2 separate regions of the Danio rerio genome follow, and region 2 is linked to region 1. The links are chromatin contacts, called in public HiCAR-type maps. All regions are on one chromosome and are shown on one strand. The core of a region is the stretch at or near the end of the contact, and the rest is flanking DNA. Distances in the headings are between cores, read along the strand shown.

The links. HiCAR-type assays count read pairs that join an accessible place to other places.
Region 2: a HiCAR-type map of caudal fin shows a contact between it and region 1, with 2.3 times the contacts expected there. The contact joins the promoter of atf7ip here to the promoter of f8a in region 1. A contact is called at or near these places in 1 of 18 Hi-C or Micro-C datasets (caudal fin) and 2 of 4 datasets of contacts at active chromatin or transcription factors (caudal fin and embryo).

The regions. Positions count from the first base shown.
Region 1 is chr1:48,621,680-48,625,937 of GRCz12tu, reverse strand. It overlaps f8a (coagulation factor VIII associated), which reads left to right and starts at 2,019. Exons shown (of 10, transcript NM_001006078.1): 1 at 2,019-2,107; 2 at 2,480-2,526; 3 at 2,897-2,969. The coding sequence starts at 2,049. It overlaps si:ch211-243a20.4, which reads left to right. Exons shown (of 6, transcript XM_009293654.5): 6 at 1,680-1,898. The coding sequence ends at 1,733.
Region 2 is chr1:48,864,323-48,868,464 of GRCz12tu, reverse strand. atf7ip (activating transcription factor 7 interacting protein) reads left to right here and starts at 1,625. Exons shown (of 14, transcript NM_001077603.2): 1 at 1,625-1,885. The coding sequence starts at 1,826.

The DNA of each region.
Region 1 (4,258 bases), core at 770-3,269:
AACAGATGAAGTCAAAATAGAAAGTAAGTTTATTTGGTGTATTTGTGTTGGAGTATATTCAAGCCTTTCTGAAATGATGAGTCACAAAAGCTGTGTTTGCAGGACACACACACATTTACTGACTGCAAATGTGATGATTCCAGCGGTTATAAATTGCATGGTGATCTGTCTTTATTACAAACATTCACTGTTTTAAAAACATTTTAAACTTGTTAAACACATTCCTGAGGTGCAGCTGATCACAGAGAGTCGGAACAGATCTTTTAATCCCAGTTTCTTTGCAAGTCCTGTTTTTTGGACATGTTTACACACGTTACTATGAGACATGTTAATACGCTCCTGTCAATCAATTCAGTGGCTGGGGAAAACTGCACTCCTACATCACGTATCAGTAGGCCTTAAAATCATTGGGCTCTAGATCCTATTTTAACGTCAGGAGATTAAAAAATACTTTTTGTATTCACGATACTGGAATTTGGTACCTGTCTGTGCTGAATTTTTAAAAAGATCAATTTCCCGCTAACATTTAAGCACTGTTGTGCGTGTTCTTTAAAAACGTCCATTTCCATGAAGATTGGCTGGTCTGTCTATGAGCTGACATACAAGCAGTCCACTGATGAATTGACTGATCTTCGCAGCTTTAAAATGCTCCAGTGTTCCTATATCTGTGTTTGTACTTGGTAAACAGCGGTGAGTTTAGTGAGCTGATGAGCTTTAAGGCCAATCACATTTCTGTTGAGCATGTGAACACAAGGGCAAATCAGCGTTGTTTAAGCTTAAATGTTGGTGGGAAATTAACATTTTTTAAAATGTCAGTACCGACTGATACCAAATTTCAGTATCATGATAACTAGGGCTGCAAAATGTATTGTTTCAGCATCGATAACGCTATTTTGCATCATCTGCAATAGTCACATCGTTGAGTTAGGATTGTATAATTTGGGATTATATATATTATTGTATTGGAAGTATGTGATATTTGTGGAGTTACTGCCGAGTTTAACCTTAATGGAGTAAAAGTTTATCGTTCGCACATGTTTTTAGGCGCTAAGAGCATTCAGACACAATATTTAAAAGAAAATAATTTTATTGAACTGATGAAACAGTAAAGTCTTTGCAGTGGTATTTTAAATTTGGCTTTTTTCTCTGTAGCTGAATAAGATTTGACTGCACTGTGAAAACCATAGAGCACTGTTTATTTTGCTCTTATATTTGCATATTACATTTCATGCATGATTTTTCCCCCTACAAAGTCATGGCAATCGATTGAAAAATAATACATTGTGTCCAATAGGGCTATTTAATTAATCTAGTGAAATTGTATTTACAGTATATATCTATATATATCGCAGAAATACAAAATATTGCAATGTCAGATTTTTTTTTATATCAGCCCTAGTGACCACACTAGTTTATATCACTCCAATATGAATGTGGACACACTATACCTACATATAGTTCTGTCCAAACAGCTTCCAAAAGGTTTTTTGCATCATAGGTGCCCTTTTAATTGGGTAAATATGTGAGCAGTCTTATAAATATACAGCTGATAGAAAAATTAATTGTGTGGAATAAAGATTTTTTTCGCCTCATGACTATTAATCAAAGAAAAACTTCTTAAGTACAACTGAGTGTTGTTTCAGAATACCAATAGTTTGATCTGTTTTGCTCTTTTTCAGGACTGCAAAGTACTAGAAGATGAAGCATTTGATTCTGTCTATGAAAATTTTTGAATAAATATAAAGTAATGAATGAATTTGTAAATATTTTCTTACCTGCTATAATGTACTTGGTGTAAATATAACGCTAGTTGTGTAAAATTTATTATTTTAATGTACAAGTTGTATAATAAAATACTGCAAAATAAATAAAAGTAACAAATTTTTGATTTCTAAATCAATGTGTGGTTTTCCTTGAACTAACCAACAACAAAAAACCCGCCCTCACCCTTTGTAAACCAATTAAACAAAAGCTTCAGATGTGGGCAACCAATGGGAACAATCGGAGAGCGGCTTCCGGTGTGTTTGCCCTCCTACTGAATATCAACAATGGCAGCCGAAGGAGATTTTCTGATGCGCTACCGGGCGGTGTCAAATAAACTGAAAAAGTAAGAGCTGGAAAGCTTTCTCATACAAACTAAGTTATGTTTTAACGTGTCTTTTGGTAGATAATCGACGTTGAATTTTTATAGCGTCGCCTAAAACCACAGAACGTCATGTCAAGGCTAGCAACACACAACCATCACTAGCCTTTTGCTAATTTCACGTAAAGAGGATCTAATTGAAGAAAATGACGATAATGTTAGATAATAAATGTAAAATTACTTAAGATGTATGTGTAAATATTATATCTTGTAGATGTTTAATGTCAAGCAGCTTTACATACCGAACAGTTCTAAAAGAGCTTGTATGAATGTTCAGCTGTCAAATCTCATTAGTACTGTTATTAAAGCTTTAATGATGCTCTTCTTGAATCACAGGCGCTTTCTTCGGAAGCCTAATGTTGCAGAAGCAAGTGAACAATTTGGTATGTATTGTATTAATTGAAGTAAAGTTGCTTTTATATTCGCACATTAGTTCATTTAACAGTCTCTATATGGTTTACTACGCTCCTTTGAATATTGGGTCTAAAATTGCATTGAAGTATGACTTTAACAACATTAACAACCCTAACAACATTAATTGACTGTAAACAATGTTGTACTTAGCTGATAATGTTAGTTCCCCATTTAGAATTTGCAAAAATACTTTTCTGAGTTTATATTAAGGAAAAAGTCTGAATGTGTGAATTTGAAACCATTTAATACAATATTGGGTTAAAGTTGATGGCAATAATTCTGTCTTTATAGTTGAGAGTGTTCATTTTTTTATTAAAACTATTTAACATGTTTCCTCAGGTCAGTTGGCTAAGGAGCTGAAACAGCAGGACTGTCCTCAGTATGCGGCCTTCTGTAATCTTGCCATGGCTCGGTAAAATAACACAATAATCACTCATAACATTTCATATATTTCTGCGTCCATCTCTATTTGCGGTCCATAAATAATCGAAAAATTTGTTTAAAACATTTTTTTAATGCATTGAATGGAAAGTATTATTTAATTATTAAATGTTCACAAATGTTTCGTGAAGTAAAATCTTATTTTATATTTATTAAATGTTTTAAAATTTAAATAATGTTAATTAGGTATGTAATACAATTAAATTTCAATAATTTTTAAAAACATTTTATTAAAATAATTATTGTCAATAAATTTTACTGGATTTACATGAATACTATATTTGTCAGTAGAGTAGTCTAGTGTCTTAGAAAAAGTAATGATGTAACAAAAACTTAATATTTTCCAAATGTTTATCATATTATTTTTTACACTGTATTTATGTGCTTACATATTTTGTTGAATTTTAAATGTACGAATTGGAGGTAGTGCTGCACAATAAATAATTTCTGCATCAGTATCACAATGTGATCATTTGCAATAGTTGAATGATATGCAATGTTGAGTCTGTATTTTAATTTATGAAATTGCATGTGTTTTTGAGGCCCCTGGAGGTATAAGGATTTTTAAAAGCATTCATGCATTAGAAATTGTACTGTTTGTAACAATTAATAACATTACTTTTCAAATTATTATTTTTTAAATTTTCAATTTGTGTAAATGAATAATGCTAGAGGTGATGCAGTGGCGCAGTAGGTAGTGCTGTCGCCTCACAGCAAGAAGATCACTGGTTCGAGCCTCGGCTGGGTCAGTTGGCGTCTTGTGTGGAGTTTGCATGTTCTCTCTGCGTTCGCATGGGTTTCCTCCAGGTGCTCTGGATTCCCCCACAGTCTGAAGACATGCGGTACAGGTGAATTAGGTTAGCTAAATTGTCCATAGTCTATGAATGTATGTGGGTGTTTCAGAGATGGATTGCGGTAGGAAGGGCATTCACTGCGTAAAAAACGTGCTGGATAAGTTTGCGGTTCATTCCATTGTGCGACCCCAGATTAACATAGGGACTAAGCCAAAAAGAAAATGAATAAATTATGTTAGACTCGGAAAAAGATCAATCACAGATTATTTCACTTGTATCTTTTCTTTATTGTATTTATCTATAGATATTTATAGATAGTTTGTTATATATCATGAATATGCACTCCCTTACAGAATCATCCCAATCAATCCAAAATGATAAAGTCTTTCCAAATTGAACTATTTAAATCATCTAGTGAAATTGTATTCATAAAGCAAAATAACAAAATCACAATGTTAGATTTTTC
Region 2 (4,142 bases), core at 376-2,875, 240 kb before region 1:
GTGCTGCTTTTGAATTTTGAAAGATAAATGGTTAAGCCCTTGTGTATTTCGCAAAATATATTTTCTTGTTTTAACATATAAACAAGGCAACGTTTTTAAATACAATTTCAAACATAGCTATGCTCCCATCCCCCTTCCCTGTAGTCTTTGTGTGCTCCTTAAGGGGTAAAGTGACTAGACGTGCTTGCATTCTCTCTTGGCTAATCATAGGCTATGCTTGAGAATCACTGTAGTACAGATTCATATTCCTAATTAATTGCATTTTTGTATTTAAATAAGTATGTGTGGAAATGTTTGTACTCAAAGGTCTCTGATTGAGACCTCAGTGCTGTTTGTCAGACGTATCAGAACGCTGACTAGATGAAAATCAGATTGAAGTGACCTGTAGCTAAAATCTTTTTGAAACTAGGACATTTGCAATGGCCAAGTTAAAAATGTCCCCCTTTCAGTTCTTAAATGGTACAATCCGTACTCCGGTAATTTTCCATTGTCTGCTCTGCTGTGCTACTTTGCAGCAGGAGGGTGGAGCTACACTGCAGTGTGACTGTGGTCTAGAACTCATCTCAGCTAGGTTGATGGGTTAAGAGCTAAGTTATGTTTTTCAGTTTTTATACAATAATATTAGATTTCCAAATTTCTGTTCAGCTTTACATTATGAACATGTTTCAAAGATTCAGTGAAACAACAAACCTTAATAAATAAACTGCTTAGAGAATGATAATTTTTATCTCCTTTGCGGTTCTGTGTACATATACAGTGCAACTCATTTGCCAGTTTCAGACATTGTATATTAAGGTGTTCATTTTAATAACATTAATTACAATTGCACCCCTGTAAAATCCATGGTACAGCCCTGGCCCTGCCCCTCCCCCACATTGGCTCAGCTCTACTGCTAGGCTTTTGATCGCACGGAGGCTAGTCACCCTTGCAAATTTCTCCTCCAAGCTGAAGGTGGCCTGTGTTTGAGGTTTGCAGTGTAAGGTCACAGCTCTCTCTCTCTCTTCCTGTCCTGCTTTTGTTTCTTTTTATTAGAATTCTTCTGTGAAATGTGTGGTTTATTATTTATTTTCATGGTGTTTATCACAGTTTGACATTTTGCTTGCAAATGTTTGTTGTCACTGCATGAAATTGTGTGCTAACACTGTGTTTGCTATTAACCAAATCATTTGAGTAGACATTATGTTATTCAGGGGTACTCAGTCCTGAGATTGTCCTTTAATCCGAATTTAGGTCCAACCCTCTTTCCACTCACCTGTGGTAATTTACAGGTGTTCCCGAGGAGCATGATTAGCTGGTTCTGGTCCTTTTTTGGAACCAATCACAATCTTCAAAACCAAATCTGCACAGAGGTAAATCTCCAGTAGGATTGAGCACCCTTGCGGTAGAGCTAACATCCTTAGACATTCTCTGATAACAATATCTGTTTTTAGAGTATAATGCTTATTAAAATAGCATCCTAAATCTGTCTAGCTAAAATAGCTTAGCTTAGCCATGCATGGTTAATATCTAGAGATGTTGCTGCTGCTGCTGTTGTCAATGTGGCTCGTTAATGTGTTGAAAATTGGGAACACCTGGATGGATTGAAGAGTACCTATAAAAGCGTAGTCCTCAGGAGTGCATCCGGATGAGCAAAACAAGAGTCCTAATAAAACTCGGAGGAGCTACACGCACCTGATCAATTGAAAATCTTTTAGGCACTCCAGAAGACAAGCGGCCATCGGTTTGTTTTTGTGCCATCCACCAACATGAATGACAGGACACACTGAAGATTTACAGCCTTCAAGAGGATGAATTGAAGATTTTTGCGTTGTGCGAGGGGGAAAAAATGAAACTGAATGATACAGTAGGCATTGGGAATCAGAGAGCGACAAGACAAATGCTGAATGCAAGTTGGCTAATTTAAATACCACTTAAATATTATCGTCTATTCTGGTTTAATATGTGTGAATGGTGCCACTACAGTTTGGCTTGTTGTCAGCTGCCTAGGTGGTGGCCATTTTGTGTTACTGCAGTTTAAGAGCTGCTAGTCTGAAATGGCAGAGAGAGGGAGGAGCTCCCTAAAGAGGCCTTGCTGTATGTTTGTTCTGGGTTGTAGCTGCAGTGTGTGCACGCACGGTTTACAGCTGTTGTGCCGTGCCTGCGCTTGACTCGTGTCATTCTAGCCATTCCTAGTGTTTGAGCTCTTATGCCTGAAACTTGACAGTTTGTTTACGGTTTTGAAGGTGTGTCAATCAGACTACGAGCAAGGTTTAAAAGAAAGAAATATGATATGATAATGTTGATTCATAAAGAAAATTAACATGATTTGTTAATTTTAATTTGATGGCGTGACTCCAGGATGATCGCTTCACCAGAATCCTCTCAAGTGTTTTTGTTTAGTTTTTTTATGCATGAGATCTGTGAGATGTAAACTTGTCTCAACTAGTTTCAGCCTGTTGTCTGTTATTAGCTGACTCCTTATAGTAGCTTGTAGAGGAAAGCAGGATATATGTAATTTGTTGTGTGGGGAAGTGACCTACACAGTTGTGTTACTAATATTTTTACTGGACATCTGCGTTTGTATTTGTGCTTCATTCTATCTTCTTGCTTTAACATAATGTGAATCGTTGTTTAAGTGATTCTGGTTTCTACTGAGGCAAAGGAAAAACAAAAATGTTTGTATAGCCCAAAGTAAACTTAGCAAATTGTGTAAATGAGAGTTGTGGTACTTTTTTATTCCCACCAACTTGTTTATTTATCCTCTTCCGTATTAGTTCTTATTCTGTTTCTATTCTTTACACTGAGAATCTATGGATCGGTTTGCCGCCTTGTTGACAAACTAATTCGATAATGACATTTTGACAATACATTGGTCCTACAGGTCATTTAGAAAATATTTTTACTGGGGACATAAAAAAATCTAATATAAACTGCAATAGAAACAGCCAAGTGACTCAAAACTAAATCTAGCCGAAACAACAGAGAGCAATGAAAACAGCAGAGTGAATGAATGTCATTTTTGCACCCTCATGGCACACAGTCTCTTTATTGGTTTCATTAGAGATGCCGTATTATGCTCATATTTTTTTATTTTATTCCAATGGGACCGTACGTTATGAGAAGCCAATGCTTTCTGTACATGGAAATATTCAAATAATTCAGGCTAGAAGCATGTTGCTCGGCTGACCTTGACCATCGGCCTTCCACCGTTTAAAAAAAAGGATGTGTACAGAAACAAATTGAAGAATACAACTATTTATTTTATATCTTAAGCAATAAAAATCTCTTCTGATCAAGGGATGCACCTGAGAATTGTTGATTGATTTTATTGTGTATCTAGGCACATATTGATTGTGGATTATGCTAGCACAATAGTGACATCGAGTGCAGTGCTGCTAGGCAGATGTGTGTAAAACAGATGCAGTGCAACTATTTCATTGTTCACTCTGAAAGTGAATATGCCACGCAATGCAACAAAATCACATGTAATCAGATTAGTGTGTGTGTGGTTCTCATGGTTTCCACATTCTCTTGCACTCTGCGTGTTTGCGCAGTACTGCTGGATATTGCTAATATTTGAAAGTGAATTTGTTTTCATGATGACATCTAGACAATGTATTTCGTAATAATCTTGAAGAGACTGAGGGATTCGTTATATTAGATGTATCTGTAAATGGGCGGAACTACCTGATGTACAGAAATGGAAAGCTGACAGAGCAATATGCAGTGCCGTAGCTTGTCATAGCTAGGACCAAAGCGCAGATTAATGTGCGCTTTGGTCATGTCTGGTTAGGACACTGTGAGTATATGAAAACGGTATTTACTGTCTGCAAGAACTTTATCAGTTACGACATAAATGCCATCTTGCTTTGACGAAATATGTGCAAATATGTAGTTTTATAGAGATATCAGCTATCTAATCTTGAATATTTTTGCTTTAGGTAGGCTTTTGAGTGGTTTTAATGTACTGAATTTAGATTATGTCTTTCTGTCACATGTTGAGACATGACAGAAAAGGATCGAGAGGATGACATTGAAAAATGTTTAGGTGAATTAGAACAAGGACTGCCTATATGGACAACATAGTTTTACAGCGCTTATAAAATACCCAACATTATAGATGCCAAGTGACATTTTGGCTGACTTTCAGAATGACCCACTTT